Linked DNA regions of Hordeum vulgare: regions 2 and 3 are each linked to region 1. The links are chromatin contacts, called in public Hi-C maps. All regions are on one chromosome and are shown on one strand. Each heading gives the region's core, a stretch centred on a gene start, on an enhancer-like site or on the middle of the called end of the contact. The rest is flanking DNA. Distances are from core to core; before and after follow the strand shown.

Evidence for each region. A called contact is a pair of places that touch in the nucleus more often than the background predicts.
Region 2: a contact with region 1 is called in a Hi-C map of leaf, with 2.5 times the contacts expected there. The contact joins the promoter of LOC123439958 here to the promoter of LOC123443854 in region 1. A contact is called at or near these places in 2 of 6 Hi-C or Micro-C datasets (leaf and seedling).
Region 3: a Hi-C map of seedling shows a contact between it and region 1, with 6 times the contacts expected there. The contact joins the promoter of LOC123443856 here to the promoter of LOC123443854 in region 1. A contact is called at or near these places in 2 of 6 Hi-C or Micro-C datasets (leaf and seedling) and 1 of 1 datasets of contacts at active chromatin or transcription factors (embryo).

What each region holds. Positions count from the first base shown.
Region 1 is chr3H:358,703,607-358,707,376 of MorexV3_pseudomolecules_assembly, reverse strand. LOC123443854 (ABC transporter G family member 37) reads left to right here and starts at 1,722. Exons shown (of 20, transcript XM_045120393.1): 1 at 1,722-2,410; 2 at 3,542-3,770. The coding sequence starts at 1,961.
Region 2 is chr3H:359,067,356-359,071,125 of MorexV3_pseudomolecules_assembly, reverse strand. LOC123439958 reads right to left here and starts at 1,805. Exons shown (of 2, transcript XM_045116568.1): 1 at 1,490-1,805; 2 at 940-1,261. The coding sequence starts at 1,763. The coding sequence ends at 1,101.
Region 3 is chr3H:358,974,467-358,978,236 of MorexV3_pseudomolecules_assembly, reverse strand. It overlaps LOC123443856 (V-type proton ATPase subunit c''2), which reads right to left and starts at 1,908. Exons shown (of 4, transcript XM_045120394.1): 1 at 1,658-1,908; 2 at 1,484-1,561. The coding sequence starts at 1,773.

The sequences.
Region 1 (3,770 bases), core at 473-2,972:
TGGTCATTTGGCTGATCTCGTATCCCTCAATACCTAGGAGAGCTCCCTCCAAGAACTCAACATCATCGTGCGTTGGCCCCATAGTGGGCGCCAACTATCGTGCTTTTGTCACGACAGATGCCCTCGTGATAGGACTAAGTCTAGGAGCCATCGCAACTAGGTGGTTGCTTGGATGGGGTTGATCGGGAACGAGTGGCAAGAGTTTACCCAAGTTCGGCCCTCCGATGGAGGTAAAAGCTTATGTCCTGCTTTTGGTGTTATTGATGATGATCTCGATTACAAGGGTGCGGAATCGCTAACCTAGCTCTCGAGGATTTCTAGCATATCCCTTCTACCCCAGGGGCTTCCATTTATATATAGGTGGAGGCTCTCAGATTACAATAGAATCCGGATCGTACTACAACCCGTGACTTAATCTAACTCCTACCTATCTTGTCTTCCAAGCAGGAAATAACTCTTTACGTCAAGTGCAATGAGCGACCCGCTAGGTGATTGGATAACCCACACTTCAAGAGGAGCCGCTCCTTAGGCCTTGTGTTTATACATGTCTTGTTCTTGGGCTAGACTTTAAAAGGTCGGGTAAGGCCCGGGGTTATATCCTCAAGACTGGACGTCGTGGTGTCGTCGACGACAAATAAGCCTCACAAGGTTGACGCATGAGTACAACTCTGAAGATGGATATGTGCAAGACGACGACGGCAACCTATGAGAGTGCGCCGGACCGGTGTGTGCCCCATATCCGACAATGTGGCTTGGTTGGGGCCTTCGGTTTTAGATGTTAGCCTATGATGCGAGGTTTGTTTGATATTTGGCTCACACTGTGGCACCCCTTTATCAAGTTGATAGGAGTAACGATAAATGTTGTCAAGACGATGGCTTCAGACTTACTAATATATTATTTTATAATTTTTTTGTAAATTATTAATAAAATAATTGCATGCATCGCCGAGATGACCGGTCTTTCTCCCTTTAAAACATCAATATATAAGAAAAGGCAAGTAGACCAATGGACGAAGAAAATTTCGACCAACCGGCTCAAGGATTCGCCTGAAAAGACTTTTCTACACGGATGGGATTTAATAATGAATGGGTCACTGCTCATGTCGACACCCCTAACGAAATGAATGGGCGGATCAATCTCTGGTGAGCCGTTGGATGGACGCAGCCGCCGTTGTCGTCGCCCGGCCTCATCGTCCTGGCTGGACACGATTTTTTTAACCACACCCATCCAAAGTAGACACTATTGTTAACAATCAGAGACCACCAGTACTAGTCGTAGTAGTATACTCTTGCTCCTACTCTGCATCTGCAAGTGGTTGCAGGCGGCTGCCCTCTTCCTAATATCATACTATCCCTGGCCAAACGAACCTACCGCGGGGGGAGAGCAGCCTCTAATCGAATAATCCCGAGACATGCATGCATGTTGACCACTGCCCGCCTCGGCCACGACGCAGAGACAAAACCCCCGCTGATGCCAGGAAGCTCCCCCCCGCGCGCGGTCAGGTGTAAACACGCGCGTGAAAAATGAAGAGCTAGCTCGAAAGCGTAGTTTCATTATCTTGTAGGACGACGACCACATCCCGTGCCGGGTCCAAGCTCGCACAGTGCAGCGGACCTGTACGAAATGTGTCGAGGTCAAGGACCCGCTCAAGGTAGGTGAGGTGAAACTCGATAATGTGGCTGCCGTGGTCTTCCTCCTCACCAGCTTCTTCAACCATTCCCTTCTCCTGGGCGTATATATAGGGACTCCTTCGTCTGCTCCCTTCGTACTAGCTCGTACCCCAAGCCAAACCAGTGAGTCCCCTGTCGGAAGGCAAGGAGGAGCTGCGCAACAGAGCTAAGCCAGGGCAGGCCAGGCCAGTGCACTGTGCACAATACTCCTAGAATAGAGTGATCAACGGAGGAAGAAGACGAAGATAAGTAAGTAAGTAAGTAAGCAATCAATCAAGCAGAGGCGAGGATGGATCGAGAGATCCACCGGGTGACGAGCCTGCGGCGGGACAGCTCGCTATGGCGGCGCGGCGACGACGTGTTCTCGCGGACGTCGTCGCGGTTCCAGGAGGAGGAGGACGACGAGGAGGCGCTGCGGTGGGCGGCCCTGGAGCGGCTGCCCACGTACGACCGGGTGCGGCGCGGGATCCTCACGGTGGAGGACGGCGGGGAGAAGGTGGAGGTGGACGTGGGGCGGCTGGGCGCCCACGAGAGCCGTGCGCTCATCGAGCGGCTGGTTCGCGCCGCCGACGACGACCACGAGAACTTCCTCCTCAAGCTCAAGGAGCGCATGGACAGGGTCGGCATCGACTACCCCACCATCGAGGTGCGGTTCGAGAAGCTGGAGATCGAGGCCGAGGTGCGCGTCGGCAACCGCGGCCTCCCCACGCTCATCAACGCCGTCACCAACACACTCGAGGTACATCATTCCTTCTCCTTCCGCTCCAAAACAGATGCGACAAGTCCATGCATGGCGGCTTACCTTCAATTTGCATTTGTTTTTTGTTTTCCCCCCACACCACTCGAACAAGCATGTTGATCATAGTTAATGATAACTAATCAGTCCTGGCTTGGCTGCGACAGTACATGTACATGGTAGGGCCAATTAGTCGATGAGGATGGGCTGCTTTTGCGTTTTGGTGCAGCTGGTTCCGCGATGGAGGCGAGCGACGGTGCTCTCTCGTTTATCATATGGTTATCGACAGCGACGCTGCGAAAATTGAAGCCAAGTAGGGGCTTTGTTTTCTCGTTTTTGCGATTGCAACTTGCCAGCGAGCTGTATGCCTTTTGGCCCATCGGCAAGCAATGCGGTAGGTGAGTCGCCTCTCGGCGCGTGATATTTTCTTGGCTTCACAAAAGACCAAGCACACGCTGCAGCTTGATTGCCGTTTCGGCCACTTGTCCGGCAGAAAGTATTACTCTGACCGTGTCTCGCTTTCGAGGCTTTTTTTTTCTCCACGTGACTTCGGAATTCGAGATTTATTAAACCTAGCCGCCACCTAATATTCAGGTCCTCATCCTTTCTTCTTTCAATTGCACCAAGTACTAGTAACAATTTTATATTACTCCGTATTATACAAAGATAAATGTTTATTTAAACAAGAAATGTGATCTTTTAGGAGTAGTACAAAATTTCCTAGCATAAAGTAGCCCAACAAGAGCCCAAACTGTCGCGACGCCGGGCTCGGCCCGCAACGGAGCCTGCCGCTCCTGCCCGACTTCATCACTTACAAAAAAACAAATAACAAATACCGACCGTGTCCCACCAACCTCCGCCTATGGCCACCGGCACCGGCACGGCGTCGCGACGGTCGTTCCCTACCTCCGGCCACCTCCACCGCATCCCCATCCACGCCACGGAATCGTCCGACCTCCACCCCATGGCATGCGATGTTGGCGCATCGGCCGCGCGGCTCTGCGGCATTCCGCCGAGCGAATGGCGTGCGCGTCCACCTCGTTTCGCCAGCGACACCGCCATTGGAAGAAGAAGAACCGTGTCCTTTCTTTCGATATCTCTCTCTAAGCATGTGAATTGCTCGGTGTGCTCCAGGCCGTCGGGAACGCGCTCCACGTCATCCCCAGCCGGAAGCAGGCCATGACCGTCCTCCACGACGTCAGCGGGATCATCAAGCCCCGGAGGATGACGCTGCTGCTTGGGCCTCCTGGCTCGGGAAAGACGACGCTGCTGCTGGCGATGGCAGGGAAGCTGGACAAGGACCTAAAGGTCTCCGGGAAGGTCACCTACAACGGCCACGGGATGGACGAGTTCGTCCCGCAGA
Region 2 (3,770 bases), core at 556-3,055, 360 kb before region 1:
GGCTGGTGGTTGGCCGCCGCGGCCGGAGTCGTCGAGTCGTACAAAGTCATCCCACACTGAACTACGTTACAGCGAGGAGTTGGCATTCCGTGCCTATGATGACCTACTTGCAACCACAACCATCCAACCAGCCGTGGACCCGTAGCGCCGATGGCCGGCCACCGCAGGCACGGAATGCCAACTCCTCGCTGCCACGTTCCACATCCAGCAGAGAGCCTGACGCACACCGAGCACCCAAAGCCAAATCCGATAGGATATGCCCGGAGACCAACCTGCATATGGAGCTGCTTTTTTTTTAGAGTGTTGATATGGAGCTGCTACCACAATCAGGCATGCATCCCTAGCCATGGCGCTCTACATAGCATGGGCAAAATTAACAAATTTAATCCAGCAGCCAAAGGATTTCATAAACTGAGCTACGTTCGAAAAAATTTCATCCAACTGACATTTTTGTGTGACGTCTTTGTCTTAGGCTCCACACTACACTGTGCGACGTCCGACACTACGTTGTGTGACATCTGAAACCTAGTGTGACGCCTAAGGTATAGGCGTCACACTACCACATCGTCTAAGACAAAGACGTCACACAATATACTGTGGCGCCTGACTGTCGCACGCCACACAAAATGGGTCAGCTGGATGAATTTTTTTTAAACATAGTTCAGTTTATGAAATTCTTTGACTCATGGATCAAATTTGTCAATTTTGCCCATAGCATATCCCACTCCCGCGTGAAAAACTGGGCGTGCTCCAGGTTGCTGCAGTTCGGGACGTAGGGGTCCCATGGCGTCCCTATGACGTAGGTAGTTTTAAAATCAAGTGGAGCTTGTCATTGGCTCGTGTCAAACCTTTTGGTTCTCTGGTTTTGAGTACGGCTTGTCCTGTCTAAAATGTTACTTGTGCTATGATTTGAACCAGGGAGTCAAAACTCTAATGATCGAGAAAAAAAATCGTTTTTATATATCCTTAGTCGTTTTTTAATGGGTATACATGCAACTAATTTGCTCTTTTACTAAGAAAATGTATTTTCCAAAATGGGTATACATGCAACTAATTGCTCTTTTACTAAGAAAAAACAACAGGGACCACATCCATCCATTTCATTTCTTAAGTCCGTCCTTCTTTATTCTTTTCCCAACAGTGTTGCCCGCTGGATCCAGATTCTCCATCGCAACCACCATACCGGGGCCGTTCGAGCTGTGCTCGAGCCCACTCTTCAGCGCCATTAGTCTTTCCTTCTTTAGCAAAATTACGCCCACCTCTGCATGCATACACACCGCAGAAGCAAGACAATAAGAGATGGCTTAAAAAAGGTATGAGCATCAAACGGAACAGGAGTCTGGTGACGAAGGGAAACAAAGATTAAATATATCACCGATCGGCAGTACACGTTTATATTTATCTGGATATCCAAAGCAGTAATTGATCTCGGCGTTGAATCAGGGAAGAGTAGGGATGTGTGCATGTTTGCATGCGCATGTGTACATACCGGTGGGGTGAACGGGGGTGGTGGAGAGCGACCAGAGGAGAAGCCCGGAGAGGAGGACCACGATGGGGACGAGGTGGACGAGTGTGTGGGCAAGGTTGGCGCGGCAGGCGTCGAGGGCCTCTTTCTTGGCTGTGTCCGAGTGCGGGTCGTACGTCGGCAGATGGTCAGCGTCCAGCCCTGCATTCCCGCTTGGGCCACCGGTCACCGACGCCGCCCCCATCGATGACGACGAAGATGAAGAGGATGACAGGTAGTAGCTCGACGAACGATGCATCTCGGTCGATCTCTGACCGGCCGGCCTCTCCTCCTCGTTAGCTCTCGTGCATGGCTTGGCTGCCGACGAAGATTGAGAGATGCGCCATTAGCAATTGGCTTTATGTGGTGGGAGTGGTTTTGCGCTTTGTGCATGCAGTCGGAAGTTTCTTGATGGACAGCGCACGGTTGTAGCCCGCGTCATGCGCTGCGGCTGATATATCTATTTCTTTTACTTTTCCATATATAGAGATATTAGAAAAAACATATTTTTAACACAACACCATCGCAGATGCACACATACATACATTCCTATGAACGTAAGCATGCACGCGCTATACCTATGCACACCTTTGAGATACAGAAACTACACAATATCTTAAAATTGATGAAATTATTATAGTCGCAATCAACCAAAGTGTCTTCTTCTACTGAACGTACATCATTAAAAGGACTAAAATAAATACAGAAAAATGTATTTTTTAACAAAGACCAACATACGTGAGTATGTTGGACTGAATTCACCACAAACAACCTAACCATCTGAGCTATACTTAATTCACAAAACAAACACGCTTTTAGGATACATGTCTGATGGAAGTATTTATTAATATTAAATATAGACAATAAAAAACACATAACAAACAATCAATATCACAGTTGCCTTCGTGTCCTCCACAAACAGATGGCCATACACCCTCCAATTCATGTTTATCTCCTTTTCAAATACTCTCTCCGCTCGGGCTAATAGGATGGGTGGCATTTGTTTTTCCTCAATTTGACTTATATGATAAAAAAATATGCCATTCGATTATAGTCGAATAAAGTTTGTAAATATACCATTTTGGCGGCATATAACACATATATTGTCAACTCAAATCGAAATTACAAACCCCTCTTTTGTTCCTCTCGTTTAGCCATGTCAATTATTTGCCCTCTTTCTCTCATTATATTAGGTGGCACTACAGAAATCAGGAAATTTGCCATCAGACATTAACACACGACAAAGGCCTATATACAGATGTTAAAAAATTTATCATCAGCCAACAGACGACAAAGCTTGACGACATACTGTGAATAGGCAAAGAGGTACTTTGCCGTGAGCTTTCCACCGGGCACACGACAAAGATTTTGCTGTTAGTATAACCTCTTTGCCGTCTGCAAATAAGTAAAGACGGCAAAAAAAAAGTAACTCACGCAACTGACCAAACAGACGAAGTTAGTGCCTTTACCGTCAGCCTTCATGTGCACCAAACGACAAAGAAGAAACCTTTGCCATCTGCCACTAGACGACAAAGTCAGGTTTAGGGGTTTCTGTTAGCAGGCGGCCCCACGTCACTTTGTTGTCATCCTATTAGTCAAAAGACGACAATGACTATTTAGATAATTAAAAAAAATACGGCCGTGTGTGGTCGCCGTCCATGGCAACCAAGATCTCGCCAGAGCTGCCTCGCTGGAGCGGTCCGCCCCTCCCTACATCCATGCATCCAGCCATCGTCTCCCCATCTTCGCGAAGCTCGGCCTCAAGTATCGTTGCCGCTATCCTCATCTTCTCCGCCTTCGGCATTGGCTACCTCAGAGAGGACATAATGCGAGGGAGGAAAGAGAGGTCCTGAGGAGACCAGTAGCAGGGTTGTGGCCGCACGTGATGGGTCGATGGCGGCCGTGGTGGGGTGGTCGGCGGAGGCCACGAGCGTGGCGGGGCGGCGATGTTGTGGTCGTAGGTGATGGGATGACGACTCATGTGATGGGCCGGCGGCGTACATGGCGGGGTGGCCAGCGACCGTGGCGAGGGTGGCGGGGTGGCCGACAGGGGCCACAAGTGTGGAGGGATGGCCGACGGCGGCCATGAGGTTTTCGCACAGGTGATTGGACGGCAGTTTGTGTGACGGGCCGACGGCGGACGTGTCGGGGTGGCCGGCCGCTAGGAGGGCGGGGCGGGGAGGCCGGAGGTGGGCACAGAGAGGCACGAGAGAGAGAGAGAGAAAGAGAGAGAGAGAGAGAGATAGAGAGAGAGAGAGATGTACGA
Region 3 (3,770 bases), core at 659-3,158, 270 kb before region 1:
GACTACATCTGTATTATTGGTTGGACTATACAGAATGTGAAATATGGTCTTGTCTACTGAAGAAATTGTGACACTGCAGAACTAACAGTCAACTAATATCTCCAATATTATTGAAGCGTATGACCTAGTGTATACATAATGGCAGTCTAGTTCCCTGATTACTATCAGACTAGTGTTTGTTGTTGAAGCATATGATCTAGTGTATACAAAATGGCAGTCTAGCTCCCTGGTTACTATCGGACTTGGTTTGTTATTGTTGTTGTTGTTGTTGTTGACTAAATCTGTATTATTGGTTGGACTACACAGAATGTGAAATATGGTCTGGTCTACTGAAGAAATTGGGACACTGAAGAACTAACAGCCAACTAGTATCTCCAATATTATTGAAGCATATGATCTAGTGTATACAAAATGGCAGTCTAGCTCCCTGGTTACTATCAGACTAGTGTTTCTCCAATACATCATATGAACTCACATCCTTCTTCCTCTAACGACATAGAGGGTGTTTGTGCTACATCCAATTGTAGATGTAGAGCCAAAACACTAGTTTTCCTTTGTTATACTGCCTACCATTCTAACGAACATGCCCTCCAACAAAACAAGAGAAGAATAAAAGCCACAAACACAGGTTCAATGACGAATCAAATTATAAAGACAAACTAAGGAACTAGACCAGATCCCACACGACCACTGTAAGAACTTGATGGGCCTAACATAACAGAGGAACCGCAAAACAAACAAAAGAAAATAAGCCTCCTGCTTTGACTTTCTATCTATCATGATTCCAGTAGAAGTTGATAGCAGTATCTGGCCTTCGTGCGTTGCCAGCATGCAGAGCGTTTGTCACGACTTACATAACGGTTAAATTGGTTTATTAAAACGAGACGGTTAAATTGGTTTATTAAAACGAGACTAAACAAGTGCGAAATGTGAGGATTCAGGATGGGTGACTGACACAACAATGGACATACGGACCTATATCCAAATTAGGCGTGTCTGACATAACCACGAAAATTTCTTCACAGGCAACAACAATTGCACGCCCTTGTCTTTGGCATTTGTTAGAATATCATCAGTGCATTTACCCATGGATAGTTTGCAATGAGATAATGTCCGATTCTTCCTACTAAGAGATGTAAGTCAACTAATCGTATAAACACCGAAAGTGATTCACCATGGAAGGAATATCAGCCCCTCCAAGCTAGTTGAATAATTTACCATCAGAAGCAAGGTGGTTTGCTCTACTCAAACATCGGACGCTTAATTTCATGTAACACAATGCTAACTAACAGAAGAAACAATGGCCAATCCATCTCCTGGACGCAACCACGCATCATCAAGTTTAAGGTAGACAAAAGTCAAGAGCTCACAGCCCAGAGCCCACCCACCAAGCAAGGCCAAATCTAGCTACCGCAGTGCAGAGGAGACGGCGTCGAGACAAATCAGGCCCACCAGGTTAGCAAGGCTCCAGAGATTCCCTCACCTGATGAGGTTCTTGGAGGTGATCCTGGGCGCCTTGATGGCGGCCCCGATGAGGCTGCTCCCCGTGATGAAGATCCCCCTGACAGCAGCAAAACCACAGTGGGGCAGTATGAGAAGATGCGCGCAGCAGATCCAGCGAGGCGATGCCCGGAAGGGGGGGAAGATTAGGTCTCACCATGCTGCGCCGAGGACAGAGACGCCGATGGAGACGGCGATGCCGATGGCGGAGAAGGTGTAGGGCGAGATATGCACGAGCGCGCGCGCCCACGACGACGAGTAGTCCGACGACATCCTCCCACCACGATCTCCACCGGTGCGCGCTCGGTGCTGGATCGGGGATTTTCTTTCTCTCTCTTTGGGATGGTTGGATCGGTGACTGGGGAAGGAGAGAGAGTCGGGGTGCGATGGAGGAGAAGATGTGTGCGTGGTCTGCACGGGGACCAACCAGCCTTGCTGGGGCCAGAAGGTATGCGCTCCGTCCGATCTGGTTATGGACGGCGCAGAGGAGATCGTATATTTCTTTATTGTTTTGCGGGAGAGGGGATCGTGTCAGTCCGGGTCACGTGCTAGTCTTGAGGGGGGCTCCTAATCACCGCATGGAGCGATGGACTGCGAGCAAACACGCAGCCACACTCCTGCGGCTCGCCCCGGACGCGGTCGCATTCCTTTTTTTTTTTTGCTTTTTATTTACTAAATTAATAAAATGTTTACCAAAGTTAATAATCATATAAGAATTTTAAAGAAAATATTCTAGAAATATAAAAAACGTTAGTGAATTTATAAAAATATTTCAAAAAGTTTTTGAAGATTCTGAAAATAGTTGAAAGTATGAAAATGTCCATGGTTTGAAAAAATAGGTTCATGAATTCATAAAATATTAGTAAAGTTGAAAAATATTCAGGAATTCAAATAAATTTAATAAATTTATTAAATAATCATGAATTTAAAAATGTTCAAAAGGTGTTCATGTATTTAATAAATGTTCATGAATACAAAATTTGTCACAAATTTCAAAAATGTTCATGATTTTCAAAAATGGTCATGGATTCATAAATGTTCATGGTTTCAAAAATTGTTCAAGAATTCCAAAAATATTCACGAATTTTAAAATGTTCGCGTTTCAAAAGAAGTTTGTGAATACAAAAAGTCTTCTAAGATTAAAAAATCACAAATTTTAAAATTGTTACTGAATTCAAAATATATTAGTGATTTCCTAAAACATTGAAGAACTTAAATTATATTCACGAATTCCAAAAATGTACGCCAATTTGAAAAGAAATCATGATTTAAAAAATATTCATTAATGTATTCATGATTTTGAATCACATATTTATAAAAATGTCTATACATTTAAAAATATATTTGTAAACATGGAAAATATTCACTATTTAGAAAAGTATTCAGAAATAAAAAAATGTTAGCAACTTCACAAAATGTTCACAAATTGAAAAAATGTTCACATATTCAAAAAATGTTCGTAATTTCAAAATATGTTTGTGAATCTGAAAAAGGATCATGCATTTGGTTTATATATTCAAAGATATTCCTCGAAAAAAATGTTTGTGAATTCATAAATTGTTCACGATTCCAAAATTAGAAAAAAAAATGGAAAAAATAAGTAAAAAAAATAAAAATAGAAAGAAGGATAAAAAAAGGCACGCAAGGTTATATAAGCTTCCTAAAACCAGTGTAAAACAAATATTAAAAGAGCATAAACTGGCTGGCCCATATAAGCATTGGAATATGTGTTACGTGCCTAACGAGCGACCTACACGGTAAATAGGAACCTTGAGACGCTGCAAGACCAATAGAAAAAGGCAAGCTTACATAGTTGGTGGACTCGTGGTGGTGAGTCGAGTAAGCATATCAATAAACCAATCTCCCTCTAAAAACAATTGACCAATCGATCGGGCCTGCATAAATAAGGAAACAAAATTGATCATATCTAGGAGTTCATCTCGGACGGGAAACTATAATCTATGTTAAGATTTGGTTGTGTCATTATTGATTACTAGTTAAATGCTCCGTGCGTTATTGATTACTAGTTAAATGTCCCGTGCGTTTTCACGAGACAACAAAACAATGTTTCTCTAATTGTATTTGTCCCACTTCATCTCTTTCCCACATGGTCCTATTTTCTCAAACATGCATACCCCACCTCCTCCCCTTTTATCTTGGTCTACTAATTTTCTCTAGCTTTGGTATCATCACTCTTCTTCGCTCCATATGGCTCGACCATAACATGTTAAGTTTGCGCTTATGATGCTTGTCATTTGTTTTTTATGGCG